Linked DNA regions of Sus scrofa: region 1 is linked to region 2. Evidence: chromatin contacts called from public Hi-C data. All regions are on one chromosome and are shown on one strand. Each heading gives the region's core, a stretch centred on a gene start, on an enhancer-like site or on the middle of the called end of the contact. The rest is flanking DNA. Distances are from core to core; before and after follow the strand shown. Region 1 holds the start of FBXO46 (F-box only protein 46). Region 2 holds the start of EML2 (echinoderm microtubule-associated protein-like 2).

What was found. A called contact is a pair of places that touch in the nucleus more often than the background predicts.
Region 1: a contact with region 2 is called in a Hi-C map of epiblast stem cells, with 2.8 times the contacts expected there. The contact joins the promoter of FBXO46 here to the promoter of EML2 in region 2. A contact is called at or near these places in 1 of 47 Hi-C or Micro-C datasets (epiblast stem cells) and 1 of 2 datasets of contacts at active chromatin or transcription factors (alveolar macrophages).

Annotation. Positions count from the first base shown.
Region 1 is chr6:52,065,396-52,070,481 of Sscrofa11.1, forward strand. It overlaps FBXO46 (F-box only protein 46), which reads right to left and starts at 3,795. Exons shown (of 2, transcript XM_021094574.1): 1 at 3,714-3,795.
Region 2 is chr6:52,009,244-52,014,646 of Sscrofa11.1, forward strand. It overlaps EML2 (echinoderm microtubule-associated protein-like 2), which reads right to left and starts at 4,150. Exons shown (of 22, transcript XM_021094571.1): 1 at 3,817-4,150; 2 at 773-991; 3 at 557-680; 4 at 268-372. The coding sequence starts at 3,988.

The DNA of each region.
Region 1 (5,086 bases), core at 2,545-5,044, 56 kb after region 2:
GGTGCTGCAGGGAAGCAAATACAGCAAGTAGAGGGGATCAGGAATGGAAAGTGGGAGTTAGGATCTTTTTTTTTTAATTTTTTTTAGGGCCACACCTGCAGCATATGGAAGTTCCCAGGCTAGGGGACGAATCAGAGCTACAGCTGCCGGCCTATACCGCAGCCACAGCCACACAGGATCTGAGCCACGTCTGCGACCTCCACCACAGCCACTGCAACTTGGGATCCAAGCCCTGTCTGCAATCTACACTACAGCTCACGGCAAGGCTGAATCCTCAACCTTCTGAGCAAAGCCAGGGATGGAACCCACATCCTCATGGATACTGTGGGATTCGTTTCTGCTGCGCCACAACGGGAACTCCCTTTCTTTTTTTTTTTTCTTCAATTTTTGGCCGCCCCATGGTATATGGAGCTCTCAGGCCAGGGGTTAGATCTGAGTCGCAGTTGTGACTAATCTGCAGCTGCAGCAACACTAGATCCTTGACCCACTGTGCTGCGCCAAGGATTGAACCGTGTCCTAGCACACCAGAGATGCTGCCGACCCCATTGCTCCACAGCAGGAGCTCTGGGAGTTATGATCTTAATTGAAGGGTCAGGAGAGTATCAAAGAGCAAGTGGCAAGATAAGCATTTTAGAAAACCTGTACTTTTAGAAATAATACACCTTTTTTTGGGGGGGGGGCTGCGCCCAAGACATGTGGATGTTCCCAGGCCAGTGGTTAAACCCTCACCAAAGCAGTGACAATGCCAGATCCTTAACGCACTGAGCCACCAGGGAACTCCTAGGAATAATACAGCTTTACCAGAGCTGCCAGAAATATACCATTAGAAATGGTAAAAATATCATTTTGTATGAGTAAGATAAGCACAGGCTGCAAACACATTTAAGATTTGAAGAAAAGGCAAAATCACTTGGAAAGGAGACACAATTTCTAAGACAAACCAACAAAGGAAAGGGGGGAAAAAAAGTGTCACGTCACCCCAGATGTGACAAACAGGTACAGGGATGAGGAAGAAGTTGGCAACTCTTCTCCAAACCAACAGATTTTCAGATAATTCACTGAGACCAGGGGATAAAATGTTAAAAATCCAGGAAAGCAATGACCACCAGGCAAAGCTGGCACAAGGGACTGAAAATGAAGCAGGGATAGAAACACCCAATCCAGAAGAAAGAACACAAATGCCACCAGAGCTGTAAAACTGCCCCAGTGTTATGACAACAGCAAGCTCCCCAAGGGCCAGGTATTGGCCTGAACCTGGTACAAGCCCTGGCACATAGTAGTACCCTAGCAACACGCAGGGGGTGAACCCCCAATTCTCCAGAAGAGGAAACCGAGGCCCAGAGAAGTTAAAGGACTTGCCCAAAGTCACAGAGCAGGTGGGTGATGGGAGTCAGGATTCGGCTCTGGGTGTCCTGGTTCTGGAGCACGTGCGCAATACATTTTTCTTGGAGAAACAAAATTATTCAAAAGACCTCACACTTGTTAAAGGCTTACTACGCACTAGGCACGTTATACATGTTACCACATCGACCCTTGACAAGAGCCTCGTGGTTGGAAGGTGGTCCCATTTTACATACGAGAAAACTGAGACCCAGCAATGGGAATGCAACTTGGCCAAGGACACACAGCAGCAGAGGTGGGGATATGAATGTGGGCCTATCTGTAGCCAATGCTTTTCACCCTAAGCTCTCCTATCAGAGTCAGAGACCTTATGGGTCAACTCAGGAAGCCTCACAACAAATGAGCCCATTTCAAAATGACTTAGAAAGTTGCCACACTGCCCAGGGAAGTCCTAAGGACCAAAAGGGTGGGGGGGGGCAGAAAACCCACACAGTTGTTAGAAATAGTTCCTGCTCACTGAAATACCTGGAGTTGGGCCAGGCTGGGCATGGGCGAGTGAATTATTTATCTTTGGCTGTGGCTAGGAATGGGAATGGGGACAGATTGAATTTCTGAGCACCCCCTCAAGGAGTGACCCTTGGACCTAGGAGCCCAGGGGTAGAGAACTAGAAGGCAGCCTGGCTGATGTTTTCCTCACTGGTCCTTCACTACCGCCCTCTCTCAAGTCTGAGTTTCTCATTGCCATTCAAAAAAAAAGACAACTCATACGTATCAAGCGCGTACTCCAAGCACGTGACCTGCTTCCCTCCCCAAACCCTCTAACCATCCTAGGGTTACTGATCCCACTTTACAGTTGAGGAGCCGCTCAAAGACTTACTCAAGGTCACACAGTAAGTAAGGAGTAGAACTAAAATTCAAATTGAGGAGCTCTCTTGTGGCCCGGTGGGTGAAGGATCTGGCATTGTCACTGCAGCAGGCTCAGGTCACTGCTGTGGTGGGGGTTCGATCCCTGGCCCCGGCGAACTTTTAGATGCCAAGGGTGGGGCCAATACATAGATAAATAAATAAAATTCAACCTGAAGACTGCTTTCAGTTCTCAAGTCTCTGCCCTACTCATGACACTTCAGTACCAGGAAAGGGGACTGTATTACAGAGCTGAGAGCACGGACTCTGAGCCAGGATGCCGAGGTTGGACTCCTGAGTCAACCACTCATGCTGGCTGACCTTGGAAAAGTTGCTGAACCTCTCTGTGCCTCTGCTTCCTCTCTGTAGGATGGAGACAACTTAAGGGGTGTTGTCAGAATCAAATGAGTTAATACAAACAACTACGAACAGGGCCAGGCACTTCCTAAACAATTAGTGTGAGCTGGAGTTGACTGTGGGGAACCCCTGCATGCTTCTGAGCGGGGCTGTGCCCAGATCAGTGCCAGAGTTTGAGAAAACGCCCCTGGGGCTGGGCTGAAAAAGAGGGAATCCATTAGCACCTGTGACCCAGTCACATTCCTGGAGCAGGGAACTTCCCACCAACAGCTCTGGGATGCAAGCCTCCTCTCTTCTCAGCGGCATTTTGTTCCCACGATACAGATAAGGGCACTGAGTTTCATAGAGAGGGGACACTTGCCCAGGTCGCAAAGGAATGGCAGAAGAAAAGAACTGAGTGCTGGACCGTCTGTACACATAAACCACTACACTTTTCTAAATCCCATTAGAGAAATGTGAGTGCAAAAGGTTGTCTCGATGGCCCTTTCTGGCCATATCATCCTACAGTTCTGTGACTGTCCAGTTATCGGGAGTCTCTGGCTGGGCTAAGTAAACTATCGCTACATGCAGGCCCCTAATCTCATGCTCCTCACCCCACCCACAGTCCCGGGTCCTAACCTACACACCACTCTACCATTGATTTCTCTCTTCTACCATCTCAGCTTGTCCTCCTGCCCCCAATCCGATCCAGAGGCTCCAACCCACGGCATCCACAGCTGGCCTCTCCCTCCGGAGCCTCCAGACCCCCTCATTCATCTAGCACTGACTCCTAATGCCTTTCAACATCCCCTAGGCTAAACCCCTCGAAATTGCCCCCTTCAGTGCCTCTGTCTGGACGCCCAGCCCCTTCTCCAACTCGGGACTCCTTCCTCCAGCTCTGAGCTCCCTTACAATCAATCCCAAAGCTCGACTCTCTCCCCATCTTCAAGACCCATCCCCAACCCCCATTCTTCTACTACTCTCTCCGGCTCCCATTTCTCCCAATCCCATCCCCCAAACGATCTCCCCTCATCCAGCCCCTTCTTTAGCTCCTGCCTCTTCCCTCTCGCCACCGGGTCCCAAACGCCCGCCCCAGTTCGCAAGCGCCCCTGGCCCCAGCTCAGCGTTCTCACCATCTCCCCGCGCTGCAGCTCCCTCGGCTACGCGGGTTTCCCCCACTCGCTCCTCTCCAACCTCCCCTTCCGGGTTCCCGCCCCGAAGCCCGCTGGGAATTGGAGTCCGGGAGGCCGCAGACTACAACTCCCGGAAGGCAGCACGGTCAAGCTTGGAGGTGGGGAAAGAAGCAAACTGGGCGGGCTCAGGAAAAGAATGACTCTAACTCCCGGGAGACAGAGAGCGTGTGTGCCTGGTAGCGCAGGCGCAGAGAGCGCCCACGCCAAGCCCGCTGGGAAATGGAGTGCAGTCTCCTCCATTTTGGCCCTGGGCTTTTGGAAACGGAATTGAGAAAATTTAAAAGGGGCGTTTGTGTGGGGTGGAGAGTTGGGAAAGAACCAGTTTATCGATTTACTTAAACTTATTTACGTGTTAATTAATAGCGCCTTTCTCACTTTCCCATCCATTTTTCCTCCTGGGTTGTTTTATTTTGGTTTTTTTTGGAGCCACCCCTACCCCACATGGAACTTCCCGGGCCAGGGATCGAACACATGCAGCTGCAGCGACCCGGGCGCTGCAGTGACAAGTCTGGATCCTTAACCTACTGCACCACAAGAGAACTCCCCCTGGTTTTCTTACCACCACCTAATTTACAAGTATGGGAATTAAGCCTTAGGATGGAGGAAAACCAGATGCATTAGACATTTGTGCACATCGTAGTTATAATAGAAGCTCCAAGAGGACAGGCCCCTTTGTGTATCTTGTACAAGCACCCAGGACAATGGAAATAAGTGTTGAGTAAAAATGTATTGCATGCTAATTTTATGCCAGACACTGCAGAGAACCCCAGTAAGAATTATCCCAAATATATAAAAGTTAAGGCAGAAAGATGGAGTCCCCACTGTGGCACAGCGGAAATGAATGGGACTAATATCCATGAGGATGTGTGTTCGATCCTGGTCTCGCTCAGTGGGTTAAGGATCCGGCGTTGCGGTGAGCTGTGGTGTAGGTGAGCTGTGCTGTAAGTGGTAGACGCAGCTCAGATCCCGTGTTCCTGTGGCTGTGGCAGTTGCAGCTCCAATTTACCCTTAGGCTGGGAACCTCCATATGCCGCGGGTGCGGCCCTAAAAAGAAAAAGAAAAAAAAAAAGTTAAGGCAGAAAGAGATTGAGCATATTCTCCATGGCAACACAGCAAGAAAATGATTTGAACTGAAATATTTTAGACACCAGGATCTCTACTCTCCACTAGGTTGCTAGATCGCCTCCCCTTAAGCTATGTTTTCCTGCCCATCCTCCTCATGAGCCATAAGAGTGAACTTTCTAAAAGAGAGAGTCGGCTATATTAAAGAACATAATTTCAAGCGGTGAACTGCCACTAAGGCCCGATTCCAG
Region 2 (5,403 bases), core at 2,900-5,399:
CCTCGTGTGTTCTAGTCCAGCCCTTTAATGATTTCATCACGCCCCTCAATGATGGCTCCGCCTCCCCATGCCTTCCACTTTGACCGGGCTGTCTCTAGATTGGCTCCTCCGAGCCACCGGCATTGTTTCCGCTTTCTGAACTGAAAGACCTCACTTTAGGTTATCACCTCGTGGCCTGGGCATCGCCCTAAATTCCCCATCCTTTTCCAAACCTAACTGAGGTCCTGACCCCGCCCTTTGCGGCACGACTCCGCCGCGGACACTTACCCTTCCTTTTTGGCGCTACAATTGCTGCTAGAGGATGTGGTGCGGCTGCGGGGGTCCTCGCGGCGCACTGAGGCGAGGCGCTCTGGTGACAAGTAGCGGCGGGCACTGAGAATAGAGAGCACACAGTTAGGGGCAGAGCCTGTGAGGCCAGCAGGAGAGTGCTAGAGGCCAGCAGGGACTTCCTGAGACCTTCCACTGCAGGTGTCCAGGCACATCAGTCCATCATTCTCCGCCTAAACAGCCTCCAAGGTCTTGGAGGAGGCTGGGGATGCCAGGCTCCGTGACTTACCTGCGCCCGGAGGTCGCCTCCTTTTTGGGGGAGGATGGGGAAGTGGCATAGCCGCCCACTCGCCGTGGGGGTCCCGCGCCATTGAGGGGCGTCCTGGTGGGAAGGCCTTTCAAGAGCTGACACACTAGGGAGACGGAGTTAGAGAAAAGAAGGGCTGAGTGTAAGGTCCAGGCCCCAACCCCTCCCCATCTCACCCCTCCAGTCTACTGAAGATACCCGAGGCTGTGGTGCCTAGGCGCGGAGGCGCGCGGCCCTTGGGGGTGCTCCGCGCTCGCAGCGCAGCACCTTGCTCTTCGCATGCCCGCAGGCGACGCAGCGCGTCAGCCAGCGCCGCCTTTAAGACAGCCAGCTCGTCTTCCTGCAGTTGCAGCCGCTGCTCCAGCGCCGACACGCGGTCGTCCACCTCCATCCCGCTTGTGCCCGACAAATTGTCATCTGGAAAGCAGGGGAGCGCTGGCTGCAGGGGCCACCCAGGAACTCTAAAGCCCGAGATGAGGTGTCCCTCCTGGCTTCCCGGTCTAACCTGGGCCGGCCACGCCCCCTTCCCCTCCCGCAACCTCGGGCTGGGACGCTTGGATGGGAGCCAAAAAAGAGGGCTCTGAGAGGGGAAGGAAATCCCCATTGCTCTCAGCCCTTGTCCCCAAACATCTCTCTCTGCCGCAGCGCCCTGGAGGTGTGACCTTAGGGAAGTCCCTTCCTCTCTAACCTTCTAAGAGTCTATGAATCGAGAGCCTCTCGACTCTGGTTTTAAGATTGTATGACTAAGATGATGAATACATATGAGTGATTAGCAACATTTTAAGGATGACACCAACTTTTTTCCTGACGACATTTTGTAGTGACTAACATTCTCGAATTGCTCCCCAATATTCTTTGACGGATGGCAATATTTTATCGCAGATACTAACGTTCCTTCTCCATATCAAAAACTTTCCAAGCCAAAAGGGTCCTACCTGTTCCCTCCCCTTCCTATGCTCTCCTCACTAAAGTGTTTGGCCCCCAGGAGTTCTGGTCGTCGTGGCTCAGAGGTACGGAACACGACTAGTATCCATGAGGACGCGGGTTCCATCCCTGGCCTGGCTCGGTTGGTTAAGGATCCCGCGTTGCCATGAGCTGTGGTGTAGATTAAAGACGCGGCTCCGATCCAGCGTTGCTGTGGCTGCGGGGGTAGGCCTGCATTCGACTCCTAGCCTGGGAACTTCCATATGCCGTTAGTACGGCGCAAAAAGACAAATAATAACAATTTTTATAAAGTGTTCGACCCTGGAGCCTGCTACAAGGACAGGGTTTCAGCGGCCCCTGGCGGCAGATTTGCGAGGTGCAGGCAGCACATCAAAGACCCGAGACCCATGGAAGGAAGATAACCCCGGAGATCTGACACTCAAACTCTCTCCCCCAAACGGAGCTTTCCCCCTGTTTCCCTTCCTTATTTTCCCTAATTTATTTAGCTTCTGTACCCCACGCCCCTGTTTCCAGGCCTGGGGTGTAGCCAAATAACTCCTCCTCCATCTCCCGCCGCCTCGCGCCCCCCACCCCCCCGCACATTTTCCCGAAGTGGGAGGAGCAGAGGACCAGGGTGGTCCCCACCTTTCCCAGACCACGCATACCCAGACTCATTGCTGGCAGTAACTGAGGAAGACCTGGCTCCGAGTTGATGGGAAGTAAAGGTGGTAGCATTAACGGGAACAGGGCATGGAGGCACCTGCCATCCCGTGTCCGTAGGCCGCCCCGCCCTGCCGCTGGGCTCCGCAGTGCAGCCGTCTGTCCCTCCCCCTCACCCCGCGGCCCAATCGTCTGCCCGGCCCTGCCTGCCCTGCCCCCCACACAGTGCCTCTCTGGTCCGGTGCCTGGACCTGCATTAGAAGGTGGGGGCCTCTGGGGATCCGAGGGAGAGAGCCAGACATCAGGACTCGGAACTTATAAGAGGAGTAATCTCAGGGTACTGTTGCGAAAAAGGAAACTGAATCGGAGGTTGGGGGAGTGCGTAGAGACTCCCCAGAGGTCACACAGCCACGAGGTGAAGTACAGGAGGGTACAATCACGTCGATGTGCCAAGACCCCTCTTAGCTACTATTAATAATACTACCCCAAAGTGAGATCTGATATAGGGAGCTTACATGTGGCAGGCGCTCTTCTTGCAAAACGTTTAACACCTTACCTGGCTCTTCTATGTGCTCAGTAAATCTGGAATATAATTAACTGCTACTATGGTACCCAGGACACCCAGTAACTCTAGTAGCTGTGGTGTTTTACCCATTTTAGGAGGAGAGAAGTTGGAAGGGGACTGAGGCCCAGAGAGATGAAATTACTGGTGCATGGACACACAGCCTTTCAGCAGTAAAACATGTACCTGACCCAGGCTTAGGCACCTGTTAGCCTGCCCATGAGAGGGCAGAGGAGGACAAAATGAGCATTCCGGTCCTCTGCTAACTCCAGTGGTCCCTGACACTGGGGTGCGTACCCAGGGGAATAAGCCTGCAAATGCAAGACAGCTCTTCTCAGGGACCCCCTGAGTGAAATAGAGAAGCTTTCTCCTTGGCCCTTCAGCACCCATCCAGAGAGCCAGCCGCATTCTGAGGCCTTGGCCTGCCCACCCCCCACCCACATTGACTCAGGTCCTCAGCTCCCTCCTGACCATTCCCAGCCCTTTTGCCCAGAATCCGGCCCCCACTTCCCACTTCTCCTCCCGTCCCTCCTCCCCTCTGCCTCCAGCTCCCCTCACATGGGCCTGACACCCACAGTGGCCCTTCTTGCATCACACCCATTTGTTAGGGAGAAGGGGTGAGTCCTAATGGGTGGGATGGGCGGGGCCTGAGGATTTGGGGGCTATAGCAGAGGCAAAGTCCTCTGGTCATCCTTCCTGGTCCCACACCCAGCCCACAAGCCAACACTAAATGCCACTCTCCCCCTAATGTGTCCCTCTGCCAGGGAGAAGGGGGAGGGTCCCAGAGCAATGAGAGGGGATAGGGAGGGCAGAGTTCCAGACCTTCAGGCCTCTCCTCCTTCAACCCCAGTCTCCCGGAGGTTCTGCCCCTTCTCCCGGTTCAGCCACCTCCGAAAAAGGGGAGGGCCAAAGAGCGTGGAGGACAGGGATCAGGGCTTTGGGGATCAGGGACTTTGCTCTGGGGTCAGGGTCCTGCTGGGGAGAAAGGAGAATCTTCAGCAAGCGGCAAGGATGGGGATTTGGAAGAAGGTTGGGGCAAGAGGCGATAGGTCGAGCCCTGGGCGGGGCCAGGGTTGGAACTGAGGAGGGGTCTCACCGTTGCAGTACTGAAGCAGCGAGGATGTGTCGTAAAGGCCGCAGAAGGCCGGGCCGCGCTCCGCCATCACCCCGCCACAGCCACTGCCGGCCCCCCCGGCCCCAGCTCGGGCCCGGTCTTCCCCCCCAGGCCCTGCCTCCCGTTGCCATAGCAACGCCCTTCGTTCCAGCATCCCGGGCTTTGCCCGCCCGGCGGCATCAGGCGGCCGGCGCCGGGCCTGGCACCGGGGTCATCCCCCAGGATGCCCAGAAAGGGGGGATCGGGACACCTCCTGCCAGGCCCCCCAACACAATCCTCAGGCCGGGATTGGTTGAGCTGAGATCCCCCTCGGTACTGTCTGGTCCCGCCCACAACAGGCGCGTATTCTCTCTAGACCCCTTCCTCGCCTGTTCAGGACCAATGAGAACCTGTCGCGCAGGCCCCTCAGCCAACAGGGATGCAGAAGGATTGGAAGGGGCAGGGCCTTCTCTGCTTTTCAGCCTGAAGCGTAGCCCCTGGCTTTTAGAGGAAGCTAAGGTGGGAGAAGACACTTCCATATTTGCCCAAACCTCCCTCATCTTTTTCTGGATTTTCGAAAAATCCCCCTTGCAAGACGAGAGCCCGACCCTAAAGCCTCAAATCCACCTAGATATCCACTAGCTCCGCCCTGGAACTCTTATTCAAGCCTATTTCTTAGAGCTCTTGTTTATTCTATCTGTACCCGCCCCCGGGGTGCTAAGCTCCACCCCCAGAATCCCGCCGGGAGCTAAAGTTCCATTCCCGCCCCCAGAGCCTTTGGCACCGCCCCCTAAGCATCTCAGGAGGATGGTACTTAGTCCAGCAGCCTTGACCCGGCCTCCGGATAGAATTGGCTCGACCCCTGGAGTTTAGATCCCTCCCCCCAAGTCTCTTAGTCCCTCCTTAACCTTTCCTTCCACTTCTTTATCCGCAGCCCCAGACCATTAGCTCCTCCCTTACAGCCTTCATCTTCCACAACCTTATTATCCAGTCCGGGTTTTGACGCAGGCACAGCTGTGATGCCTGGCCGGCTGGCGGTGTCAGTCGGAGCAGTCTCGGAAGCTGGAGGAAGAGGGGAGGGTACAAAACCTGACAATGGATTTAAAGAATACTGGACCACCTTCCCCAAGTCCCCACTGAAGCTCAACCCCTAGAAGTGACCCAGACCGTGCTTTATAGGCAGGAGCCCAAAGCAGAAAAGACTTGCCTTTGACACAGGCAGACCTTGGAAGCCCAGGGCTTTGAAACCAGATTGACCTGGGTTTGAATCCTGACTCCACCACTTTCTGGTTGTGACCCTGAACCTGTTTCCACATCCGGAAAGTGTGAGGTCATATCGTTTAACAGTGTTTACTGGGAGTTCCGTTGTGGCTCAGCAGGTTAAGAACCAGACTAGTATCCATCAAGATGCAGGTTCAATCCCTGGCCTCGCTCAGTGGGAGCATTGCCACATGCTGTGGTGTAGGTCACAGATGTGGCTCATACCTGACCTTGCTGTGGCTGTGGCATAGGCCTGCGGCCATGGCTCCCATTGGACCCCCTAGCTGGGAACTTCCATGTGCCTCAGGTGCAGCCCTAAAAAGACAAAAA